Linked DNA regions of Sus scrofa: all the other regions are linked to region 2. A link is a contact called in public Hi-C and promoter capture Hi-C data. All regions are on one chromosome and are shown on one strand. Each heading gives the region's core, a stretch centred on a gene start, on an enhancer-like site or on the middle of the called end of the contact. The rest is flanking DNA. Distances are from core to core; before and after follow the strand shown.

The links. Promoter capture Hi-C pulls out the DNA fragments that hold promoters and counts their contacts. Hi-C and Micro-C count contacts between places; a contact is called where the count stands out from the background.
Region 1: a Hi-C map of liver shows a contact between it and region 2, with 4 times the contacts expected there. The contact joins the promoter of ITM2B here to the promoter of CDADC1 in region 2. A contact is called at or near these places in 1 of 47 Hi-C or Micro-C datasets (liver) and 1 of 2 datasets of contacts at active chromatin or transcription factors (alveolar macrophages).
Region 3: a contact with region 2 is called in a promoter capture Hi-C map of liver, with 4 times the contacts expected there. The contact joins the promoter of RB1 here to the promoter of CDADC1 in region 2. A contact is called at or near these places in 1 of 5 promoter capture datasets (liver) and 1 of 2 datasets of contacts at active chromatin or transcription factors (alveolar macrophages).

The regions. Positions count from the first base shown.
Region 1 is chr11:19,375,847-19,380,069 of Sscrofa11.1, reverse strand. ITM2B (integral membrane protein 2B) reads left to right here and starts at 2,371. Exons shown (of 6, transcript NM_001042375.1): 1 at 2,371-2,487. The coding sequence starts at 2,371.
Region 2 is chr11:18,515,697-18,519,581 of Sscrofa11.1, reverse strand. CDADC1 (cytidine and dCMP deaminase domain-containing protein 1) reads left to right here and starts at 1,445. Exons shown (of 10, transcript XM_003357836.4): 1 at 1,445-1,658; 2 at 2,392-2,489. The coding sequence starts at 1,577.
Region 3 is chr11:19,315,876-19,319,655 of Sscrofa11.1, reverse strand. RB1 (RB transcriptional corepressor 1) reads left to right here and starts at 2,014. Exons shown (of 27, transcript NM_001285967.1): 1 at 2,014-2,315. The coding sequence starts at 2,152.

The DNA.
Region 1 (4,223 bases), core at 1,122-3,621, 860 kb before region 2:
TTGTTGAGTCATTGACTTTCATCCTGCCCCACTCAGTTTCCAGGGTCATTGGGCAAACTTTTATAAGTCACGGGACTGGATTTGTTTTGTTTGGTCTGGATCCAGCTTCTTTATTATCTCTACTGTTGTGTACTACACAGTTTTGGAGACGCACCAGATAAAATGGAGAAACAAAACAAGGAGATTATTCCCAGACTGTTTGCCAACTGATTTTAAACTGTTGCTTGCTGCTGGTACACGAAACAAAGAGTCGTCTTTTATTCCTGAATCTTTTAGACTAGACGTGGTGGTTAATCTCTGGTTCTGTCACACTCCTTTGTTCTTTGCCTCAGTTTCCTAATTTGTTTAATAGTGTTCATAATTTAGTTCTCTTCCCTGATTCTAATGCAAAAGACAAAACCTTGAGTATTTTCCCACCATTCCATCCTAACAAAAAGAGGAGCAGGAAGGATATATGTATAGTCATGTATAATCCTCCAGATCTTTTTATTTTTTTTGTCTTTTTGCCATTTCTTGGGCTGCTCCCGCGGCACATGGAGGTTCCCAGGCTGGGGGTTGAATCAGAGCTGTAGCTGCTGGCCTACACCAGAGCCACAGCAACTTGGGATCCAAGCCGACTCTGCAACCTACAGCACAGCTCACAGCAATGCCGGATCCTTAACCCACTGAGCAAGGCCAGGGATCAAACCCTAAACGTCATGGTTCCTAGTCGGATTCGTTAACCACTGAGCCACAACGGGAACTCCCCTCCAGATCTTGCTTCAAGAATTTCTTGGTCTTCAACTGGAATGTCTCAGGAAATCTATGAGACTATGCCAGTTCACAGAATCAACCCCACAGAGTTGATCTCTGGATAAGGGAGGCCCAGAGCGTCTAAATAAGTGGCTGCAAGTCATACGGCTCTTTAGGGTCAGAACTCAGCAGGACTGGAACCTAAATCTTACTATTTGCAATTGAACATTTAATTCATTTTCACTCAAATTTTGGAATGCCTACCGCAGACTCAAGGTTTGGGCTGGGTTACTATGATCTGAGATTCTGGGAACTTGGAATGTTTTGCAGGGAATGGTGATCTGATTCTATGCAGAGACTAAGAGACCTAACCCCCTCCTTGAGCAGAGCCAAATCCCCCAGAACCTCAGACTCAGTCTACTTTTTTCATGGTTGACTCAGGGAAGAGCTGACGCAGCTGAAACATTCTAGGGTACACCCACATCCAGGGTTGAACCAGGACAGAGGCGGGTGGAAAAAGGGTACAAGATCAACCATTTATCCAAAGAGCCATCTGTTGACACAGTCATTAACCCAGTAACAGTGCGAGCCAGAATCCTCTCTCCAATTAGTTGCAAACGAAATCTCTTCCAAACATAACTCTGCATTATCCATAAGATTTTTTAAATTTTGCAGAAAGCTACAAAAGACTCATCATCAAATATGAATCACAAATCAGCCTTGTGTGCATGTGGGTTTTGTCCAAGTCGACACAAGTAGGGAACATTTTGTTTCCGAAATCTGAGATGTATGAAACACAAATCTGCCAAGAGTCTTCCTCCGAACTGCTCTGGGACTAGGCAGGGCAGCCACTGACCTTGCGAGGGCGGGGGGCGAGGGGTGAGGGGCGGGGGTGAGGTGGGGTGGAGGGTGGAGAAGAAAAGGCAAGTCTGAGTAGAGTAACGCCCTTGGGTGAGGTCCGGGAAGATAAAGTAGTCAGATCACTTGGATAGAGCGAATTCAACATTTCTTTGCTCCACTGAGCCGGTTCCATAATAAAGTGAGAAAATGGAGGTGTAAACGCCCCCAAATTCCACGGCCTTTCGATTCCTGGTTGACACCAGGCAGGGAATGGTGGGCTGCTGCTGCCAGAGGTTAATCCATTGTCCGCGGCGCACCCAGGAAAGTTCACCTGCTTTTGCTCCAAAGCTGCAACCTTGTGCTCAGTGGCAAACTGATTGGAAACGAATTCAGAACTGCAAAACTCACGCCCGCACGCAGAAGGACCCCTTCCTTCCCAGCCGGATCCCTCCTTCCACCCAGGGTCAGACTCCCCAACACATCTGCACGTCGGGTCGGCCTGCTCGACCCCGCCCGGCCCGCCTCCGACCCCGCCCCCTGTGCCCCCCTCCCGGTTTGCCCGCCTCTGGCCCCGCCTTCGGGGGAGGGGGGCCGAGCGAGCCGTCGCCGCCCTCGCCTGGGAGCTGCGAGGCTTCAGTAACCCTGCAGCAGTAGCCACCTCTGTCGCTGCGGAGCTGCTTGTCTCCGGTTGCTGCTGAGCCGCGTTCGGAGCCCTGCCGAGGAGGCTGCAGCCGTAGCAGGAGCCCGCAGCCCGCGCCCGAGCCCGCAGCCGCCGCCGAGGGCGCCCCAGGCCGCGCCATGGTGAAGGTGACGTTCAACTCGGCTCTGGCCCAGAAGGAGGCCAAGAAGGACGAGCCCAAGAGCGGAGAGGAGGCGCTCATCATCCCCCCCGACACCGTCGCGGTGGACTGCAAGGTCCGAGGGCCAGGGCTCGGGGGAGAGGGCGCTGGGCCCGCGGGGAGAGCTGGTGGGGCCGGGGCGGCTCTGCGCCCGAGGAGGCGCGGGACAGGCTCCCCGAGAGGGCCGACCTCTCCTTTTTCGCAGGCTGCTCCCCTTTCTTGTCCGGCGCAGCTTCTTTGTGAGAAAGTGCGTGTGCAGAAAGCGGAGCCGGGAGCGGGGGCTTGGGGGAGGCCTGGAGCGAGGAGGCCCGTTGGAGAACTGTGCCGAGTGCACGGTCGTTGGTGCAGTCGGGGAATGTGCGTGGGGCCGGGACTGGGTTCGGTGGACCTGGAGCCCAGCGACGACATGCAAAACAACAAAAACAACAACAGAGTTTGGCACTTCCTCCCAGTATAAATAATGTGTCTAAAATGGCTGACATCATAACAAGCCTAAACCTCTCTTGCTTCTTACTTTCGTTTCCAGGCTAAACAGCCCTTGGACTAAGTCTGGCTCCTGTAAGCCTCTTAATTTTAAAAGCCTTTTCTTCTTCACCTTCTCATTTCCCACGGCCTTTCGGTACTGGCAGACGAAGTTCACGGTGGGGTCCGGAGACGGGGCAAGGGAGCGGGTGAGGGGAGAAAGCAAGGTGACGGTCTGCTCAGTTGGTTCTGGCTGTTAATTTATAATTAAAGCACATATGCCCGGTGAAGATCAGTAATTACCATGTGGATGTTAGTGCAAAACCGACAATTAATTTTAAATTATATCAGTATCTTTACGAGAACCCCTTACGCTAAGTGAAACTAAACGTTAAGAAACTTGTCCTATGTCCCTTTTTAAATGGTCCTTAATTTTAGAAAAATCTCTCTTTTAGCCCTAAGCAAAAATGACGAAAGGAACCGTAATTGTGCTAAGTTTTAGTGCTTACAATATCATTTGAGACATGATGGTAATTGTCGCAGAAGTTAAATAGGAAAGCCTCACAGCCTCTTTCTACCAGATCTTTTAGGCTGCTAAAATTTAATCCTAGAGAAATTAATTGTAGAAGTTATTTAGGTTGCATCGTTTATTTCTGAATTTTTCGTTAGCATTTTTCCAGACCTGTTATAAGTAGGGTGTTTTAACTAAGTTAAAACTGAGTTTTACCTTTAAAAAAATAGTTTGTGCAGGTATGAGTAATAAGCATTTTTTATATGGTCTGATGAAAATTACTGCTATTCAAAGGAAAACACACTGTAAGAAAGTGTGTGAAAAATAACATGTTGGTTTGGACGTGCCTGTACTCATTTTTTGGAAATATTCTAGTTAAAAACACAAACACGAGGAGTTGAGTTTTAAATGACTGCCTTGCCCTGAAATAGGAAGTGGACTGATTCCCTAAAAGGATTAAGAGTTTTGGTATTGGTATTGTTTTCCTGAATCCATTGCAAATAGTCCTGGTCTTAAGAGAAAATGTTTGGAATCCACAGAGGATAATTCCTGCAGCAAATTATTATCTTAGCTCTATGTTTATCTAACATTCATTGTACCTAAAATAGATAGGTGGTCAAGTGCCTGGTCATAACAGACTGAAATACTTATATATATAGAGATTAGGTAGATTTTAATCCTTTGTCCATCTTTTCAAAAATCCTATAAACATATATAACTCCTCCCATTTAAAAAATAGAGAAAGCATCGGATGGTGTTACTTCAGAAAGCTTTTCCCTGTCCTGTAGTGAAGGAGATTTGACACTCTGAACTGAAATCAGAGTTAATTTACTGGACAG
Region 2 (3,885 bases), core at 196-2,695:
GAGTTCCCGCTGTGATGAAATAGGGTGGGCGGTGTCTCTGTAGAGCTAGGACACAGGTTCGATATCCAATGGGTGCAGTGGGTTAAAGGTCCCAGCGCTGCCACCATGTAGGTCACAACTGTGGCTTGGATCTGGTCCCTGGCCCTGGGACAACCGAAAAAAAAAAAAAAAAAAAAAAGAAAGAAAGAAAGAAATGCTTACAAAATGAGTAAGAAATAGAACTACCAAAATAGAGAAATGGTTAATGGGTATTTCATAGAGAGGAAACAATCAACCCAAGAAGAAATCAGGGGACATTATAGCCATGAGAAACCATTTTATGCCAGCCAGGTAGGCAAACAATCTCTCTGGAAAACTTTTCAGCTTTAGCTGGGAAACCTGACAACCCAAGAATCCTATTCCTTAGTCCCTAAAGAAACTCTTCTACATGAACATAAGGAGACATAACAAAAATGTTTTTGGTTTTTTTGTTTTTTTGGGTTTTTTTTTTTTGTCTTTTTGCTATTTCTTGGGCCGCTCCCACGACAACAAAAATGTTTTAATCAGCATTGTCTGTAACAGCAAAAAGATGGAGAGAGTGCAAATGTCTTCTGACTCAAATATGGATAAGTAAATGGTGATCTATAGCTACAATGAATACTATTATAGTGAAAATTAATGAACCATAATCATACTCATCAACACTTTAGATTCTCTCTTGAGTCTACCACAAGATGATGTACTTTTTAACGTTGGCTTTTGCTTTCATAGTCTTTGAGCAGTTTTTCTGTCTTGCTATATTTAAGTATACCAAGTTGTGATAACAGCACAAGTTGGTGATGGAAACCAGGCTCTGAGTCACTAGGGGAAGGAAGGGCTTCATTTTGAGTCCCGTCTAGGACAATTACAAAATAATAAAAAGAAATTGCACTGGACACAAATCCACAATGCCACGTTCTTCTCAGATTTTCCAGGGGCCACTTCCTCCTACCCCCGTATTGTGCAATTCCCCACAATTACGGTTCCAACTCTCAGTTCCTCATGTGTTTAATAAGAAGCACAGCGTCCCTATGGTGGTCCCCGGCACTAAATTCCCTAGGACAGGTCGCTCTCAGAGGATAGCAATCTGGACCGCCCAGCTCACCCCTCTTCGCCCTCAAATTCTCTCAGACCACAGATGGGGCAGGTTCCCATTTCAATTCTCCTTCGCTCTCTGACCCAAACTCTCAGGCGCGCGCTGCCCTCATCAGCCTGTCAGAGCCTGCGCAACCTGGGACTTCGAGCCAAGACATCCTCAAGCAACCATACTTCAGCAAAACAACAGAGTCAAATACAAGCCTGCAACGACTTACTGCACAGCGTCTCCTATCTACCCGGTCGCCGGGAAAGGAGCGGCGCGGCGCCACGGCGGCCACGCTTCCTCGTGACGTCACACAAGGCGCCCGGAAATGGCGGCCGGGCTCCTACGTCATTGGGCTGCGCCGGGGTGGCGGTTGCTGTACAGTTGCTGGGAGGGGACGAGAGGTGGAGTAGCTGGGGCAAAGATCATGCCGAATAGCGAGAGGTTTCCTGGACAGCAGAGACAGCTAGGCTGGGGATGAAAGAAGCAGGGCAGATGCAAAATCTGGAGAGCGCGGAGGCTGGGCGGTCAGTCAGCACCCAGACTGGCAGCATGACCGGTGAGTGCCTCGAACCTTGTTCCCGCCCCCCAGCCTTTCGCTCTCCTCTGTGCGTCTCCCGCGGTTTCACTTCCAGTCCCCGCTTGCCCTTCTATTCCAGTGTGTCCTATCTCCGCCCTGGGCGCGTCTCTCTCTCAGTCACCGGGATTCCTTGGCCCCGCTGCACAGGATTTTGAAGTTGCGCTCACTGCCCCCCTTTACTCTTCCTCCAGGATCTGGAGGTGGGATCTACGGGGATCGACGAGCCTGAAAATTCCCCCAACCTTGTTTTTGACTTGGTATCAAAATTAACCGCACGGGACACTTTCCTGTATTTCAACTGCTTTACCTTCAAAGGTCACCGTATTTTTAGTTCTGTGTTCTAACTGCGGCCCTTGTTGCAACGTCTCATCACAATCCAAAGTAAAACTTGCTCCACGATGACATCAGATGCTAGGAATTTTCATAACTTCTTTTGGATTGTTTCCATAGCTACCTTGATGAGTTATACTATTTTTTTTTTTCTGCCGGGTGACAGGGTCCAACTTTTGAAAGCGCCACAGGAGATTGCTGGCAAGGCGGTTGATACCAGTCTCCTGCTAAGAAAGCACTTTGATTTTCCAGTACACAAATCCTTTTTCTCTGCCTCCTGTTAAAACAGCTGAACTAGGACTTCAGCACCCAAGTAGCATTGAGCTTAGTTCTTATTTTCATCGTTGGTAAATCTTTAAGATGTTTGCCCTTTCTTTTGTAGGTGAAATACCAAGGCTTTCTAAAGTCAACCTTTTCACTCTGCTCAGTCTCTGGATGGAGCTCTTCCCAGTAGTCGAAACCCAAAGACAAAAATCTCAGGTACAATTTGTTTCCTTAGGTAATTTTTTCTTCTTAGAAAAGCAACGGTCTAGAATTTGATTTTATTGCTCCAGTTTCTGTTATACTTAAAAACAAACTCAACAAGCCTTCAAATTTGCAAAATACCTCTGTGGTTTAGTATGATACCTGTGGTTCATAGCTGTGATAGCTTCTGTTTCCAGTCTAAAAATGGAATAATTACCCTCTCAGACTGCCCTGTTCATCAGATATTGATAGCATTTTTATGTTGGTTTGGCTAAATAGATTGCTGTCTATACCACATAATTTATCACTCAATTGAATATGGTTGGTGTTTCATCTTGGTGGTTTTTTACCCTCTTCCACCAAACTAAATTGATGAAGAGAGAGACCATGTCTCATTTCACTTGGTATACCTCTTAGCATCTACTCTTATATCCATGAATGTTAATTGGTTTTGCTTCATGTAAGGAGTCTCTTTTTTGGATCTCAAAAAAGATGATCAAAACAGATTTGGAATGTAAAATAAGGCTCATCATAAAAGCCAGTGTATTGGAAGTATGTACATTGTACATCTTTTCTTTCTTCTGTTCTTGGAGCAGCAAGGTGCTCCACTCTCATCATTTTCCTACATGCTTGGAGTTAGGTTTCTTTTATACATGGAGCTTGTTTCTCACCGTTTTGGTTTAGTAGATTTCAAAGTTTGGAAAATATTATTAGGCTAAGGTAAGTATTTCAGACATTTTTAAAAATGGGAAAAAGAGGGAAAAATTATCTGTAGCTTCTCACCATTCTGACACTACGCTTTTGACATTTGGATACTTTCCTTCAATCTTTTGTTTTAAGCACAAGATTTTTTTCTTCCACTTACAAAGTAGTAATTATATTCTGCATAGGCTTGTTGAAGTTTCCAGTTTGCCAGTAATTCTGCTAAAAGGTTGCTTTAGATTTTCCACAGACACACTTTTTGTAAATCTTTAAATTCCCCCAGTGCTCTTATGAGGTCATTCATAATAATCTTTTGTTTATTTATTTATTTATTTGCATGGAAGTTCCTGGGCCAGGGATCAAACCCACACCACAGCAGCGACTCATGCTGCTGCCGTGAAAACGCAGCTGTGCCACAAGAAAACTCTCCTTTTTTTTTTTTTTGCTATTTCTTGGGCCGCTCCCACGGCATATGGAGGTTCCCAGGGGTTGAATCGGAGCTGTAGCCACCGGCCTACGCCAGAGCCACAGCAACGTGGGATCCGAGCCGCGTCTGCAACCTACACCACAGCTCACGGAAACGCCGGATCATTAACCCACTGAGCAAGGGCAGGGACCGAACCTGCAACCTCATGGTTCCTAGTCGGATTTGTTAACCACTGCGCCACGACAGGAACTCCCTTTTTTTCTTTTTAATTTTTGATGTCTT
Region 3 (3,780 bases), core at 765-3,264, 800 kb before region 2:
GTTGTGTCACCAAGAACCCAAATTTTCTGATATTCCTGCTGTACCATCTTTAGCATATCAGCCTCATCCTCCGGTCAGCTTGCTTGCCTTAAGTCACGATGGCTGAAGCAATTACCAGTGTCACAGTCTCAAAATAGTTAAGAAATAGAGGGCCTGTGGGAGTTCCTGTAGTGGTGCAGCGGAAATGAATCTGACTAGGAACTATGAGGTTTTCGGTTCGATCCCTGGCCTCACTCAGGGGGTTAAGGATCTGGCGTTGCCGTGAGCTGTGGTGTAGGTCACATATGTGCCTCGGAGTCTGCATTGCTGTGGCTGTGGGGTCGGCCGGCAACTGTAGCTCTGATTTGAACCCTGGCCTAGGAACCTCCATATGCTGAGCGTGTGGACCTCAAAAGCAAAAAAAAAAAAAAAGCAGAAAGAAAAAAGAAATAGAGGAACTGTGTCATCCTTGTATCTCATTTTAGCAGGCTCCCAGCAGACTATCTCTGATCTTGCAAAGACCAAAACTGCCTTCTGTGCTCCTGACTACACTAATCCTGGGCGAGGTGAATGGAATTACCACTTTGGTGCCATTTGCTCTCTATGGATCTGCCTGGGCATGAACTCTACCTCCTGATAAACTTCTGGCCCCCGACAGAGAGTTTCCGAACTGAGGCAAGACTGGCTGTTGACTAGGCCAATCCTTTTTTCACATTCTGGCACATGCCCTGGTTAACAAAAAAATGGTAATCCTTCGTATGACTCATCGGGATAAAACCAAGAGCTATGACTTGCCTGAGGGCGCCTCATGCTTCAGCCCTGCTCAGCTGTTCCAAAGATGAGGGGATTCGCCTCAAGAGCACAGCTGTATTTTATTCACAGCACCTCAGCTGGGAAGCTTTGACATGGCAACACACAGCATTTGCCAATGAGGGAAAAACATGTTCTCAAACAAGACAATCTCTTATTATAAGTAAATATCAAGAGACAAAAGAGACAGTTTCTAAGCCAATGTTTAATGGTTGCAATTCCGGCAAACTCTTCTCTGATGTCTTTGTGCCTTTGCACAAGCTGTTTCTCTTTTCTTGGTATTTCTTTAACATAATGTAATGGACAAGTCGAGTCAAATATATCTGTGTTCAAATCCTCTACCACCTATCATCTCTGTAGTATCAGGCAAATTAATTAACTCCTCTGCACCTGTTTTCCGCACTGGAAAGTAGAATTCGACTACGACTCAGTTTAAGGGGATGTTGGTGAGGATTAAGTAAGATAATTATGTAAAATGGCCAGAACAATTCTTTATACATATAGTAAGCCCTCCTTAAATGTTAGGTCTGTCTGGCTAACTTCCATTCAAATGCTACTGCTCCTCGGAAGAAGTCCCTTAAACATTTCAACCGTGGCTTCAGTTTTCACAGCGCGATTAAAACACTTAGCACCCGATAATCAGTTCTTTGCTCACAGCTCCCACCCCTTTCCCTAAAAAGAGCTCTAAAAGGCCAGTCATTGTCCCCTCCTTGGGATCTCCTAGGGGTTGGCCAAACTCAGCTCCTAACAGGCATTCCAGAAGTGTTTTTGTTTTGGCCGATTCGCTTAACGGATTGGGCGGGAGGAGGGCGGGCGAAAGCGAGGGCGACGCCCGCGGAGGAGAGGGGCGTGCCGGCCCAGGGTGCGCTCGCCCGATATTCCCCGCGGGCTCGAGCCGGGCCCCAGATCCACCCGCAGATTGAGGTGGGGCCCGCTCTCACCCACCAGGCTGGGTAGCGCCCGGTTACCGGCACCCAAGCCTGGAGGGGCGAGTTTCGGCGCGAGGCAGGTTCAGGCGGCGGCGGCTGCCTCAGGGAGCGCGCCTGGATCTCCAGGCCCGGGTTCCCCGCCCGACCGCGCGCCCTCGCCCCGCGCCCCGCTCGGCGCCCCGGTGCCCTCCAAACGCCAGCGGGCCCGGGAGCCTCGCGGACGTGACGCCGCGGGCGGAAGTGACGTTTTCCCGCGGTTGGACGCGGCGCTCGGTTGCCGGGCGGGGGAGGGCTCGTCCGGTTTTTCTCAGGGGACGTTCAAATTATTTTTGTAACGGGAGTCGGGAGAGGACGGGGCGTGCCCTGACGTGCGCGTGTCCTCCTGCCCCGGCCCTCCTTCAGCGCTCGCCGGCACCGGCCCTGGGAGGGCGTCATGCCGCCCAAAACCCCCCGGAGAGCAGCCGCCGCCGCCGCCGCCGCCGCCGCTGCTGCTGCGGAGCCCCCGCCGCCGCCGCCGCCGCCGCCGCCACCGCCGCCACCGCAGCCTGAGGAGGACCCCGAGCAGGACAGCGGCCCCGAGGACCTGCCTCTGGTCAGGTGAGCGAGCCGACCCGTCGCGGCGGCCAGCGCGCGGGAAGGGCGCCCCGGGGGTGCGTCGGCGGGCGCCGCGGCGTCTAGGCGGGGGCGCGTCTCCGCCCGGGCCGGGTCCCGGCGGGAGGAGGGTCCTCCCCGGCCCCCCGCGGCGGCGGAGCGCCGGGAGGAGGCTGACAGGGGTCTGGGGTCGGGAACGAGGGGAGGGCGGCCGGGAGGGGTTTCGGCTCCCGCTTGACAGGTGTCGAGCGGGTGGGGCTCGGGTCGCTGAGCGAAGTGACAGGTGCCGCCTTTCCTCCGCGAGACGGGAGCCTCGCAGGCGGCGGGTCGTTTGCAGACCCCATCAAATGCAGAAGAAAGAAAAAAAGAAAAGAAAGACTAGATTGCTGGAGAGGTTTTTCCCCATTTGAGATTTGTAGTCCTCCGGTGGTCTTTCGACTTTCTGTTTTGGTCTCCCGCGGTGCAACATTTGGAAGTGTTTTCCTCTGGGCGTGCGACTCATCTGAAGCCCAGTCCTGGGAGAGGCCAGCCAGGAAAACCTTGGATACTGCTGCAGAGATGCCACCGGACGTGAAGTGCAGGGTTCTGGGTGGCAGTTGCCCCTCCGGGAGCTCGGCTGGGGTGCTTTTCGGGGTTCCCTTGTAAAGAGTGCTTTGAGTTCTAAGCCTTCGGTAGTGACTGGTGGAACATAGCTCTCTAAGAGGAACTTGTTGTATCGGTAAAAGTTTTGTGAGACATTTAGCTCAAGAGCTTCGAAGTTTCTGAACGTTCTCATTTTTCTTGTTGCATAAAACTCTTCTTGCATGATAGTCTGCTTCAGGCTGCCTCTTTTTTTCTTCCATTTTGCCTTTTGGCTTTGAGCCAGCAAGGATCTTGGTGTCTCTTTTGTATTTGTTTGGGAACAAGATTAGTGTTCTTGTGCTCACATAAAATTAATTTTCCCCCCAGGTGGATTCTAAATTTCAGCGAGTCCATGATAATATAGGGAGATAGTTATTGCAGCATCTTATTTTTCTTGATTGTGATGCTTTACGGTTTAGAAGCCAAGATCGAAAGAGTGTAATTGTCATTATCATTGTTAGCACTGGCCCTCCTTTGAGACTACGCATCAATTGCCAGGGGATGGGACTCTGCTGATCCTCACCACTCTTTCCTGCAGTTCTGATCCGTCAGCAAGTCCTATTTCTTTCACCGCCCTAGGACACATTGTTAGGGACTGAAGTGGGCTTTTGGAAATACCAGAACAGCACACAGTCTTCATTCTTGAGATAACCAAAAGTTAATTGTGTTTCAAAGGAGGTTTGGCAGTCTGGAATAGGGTCAGGGGCATGGATTAGAGAGTTAGATTACTGGGTTTATATTAGAGCTTCCCACTTACTCGCTGTGATCTCAGGTGAGTGCTTTAACTTCTCTGATTTGTGATCATCAGAGTACTTACCTGTTAGGGCTTATGTATGTATTAAACCATGCA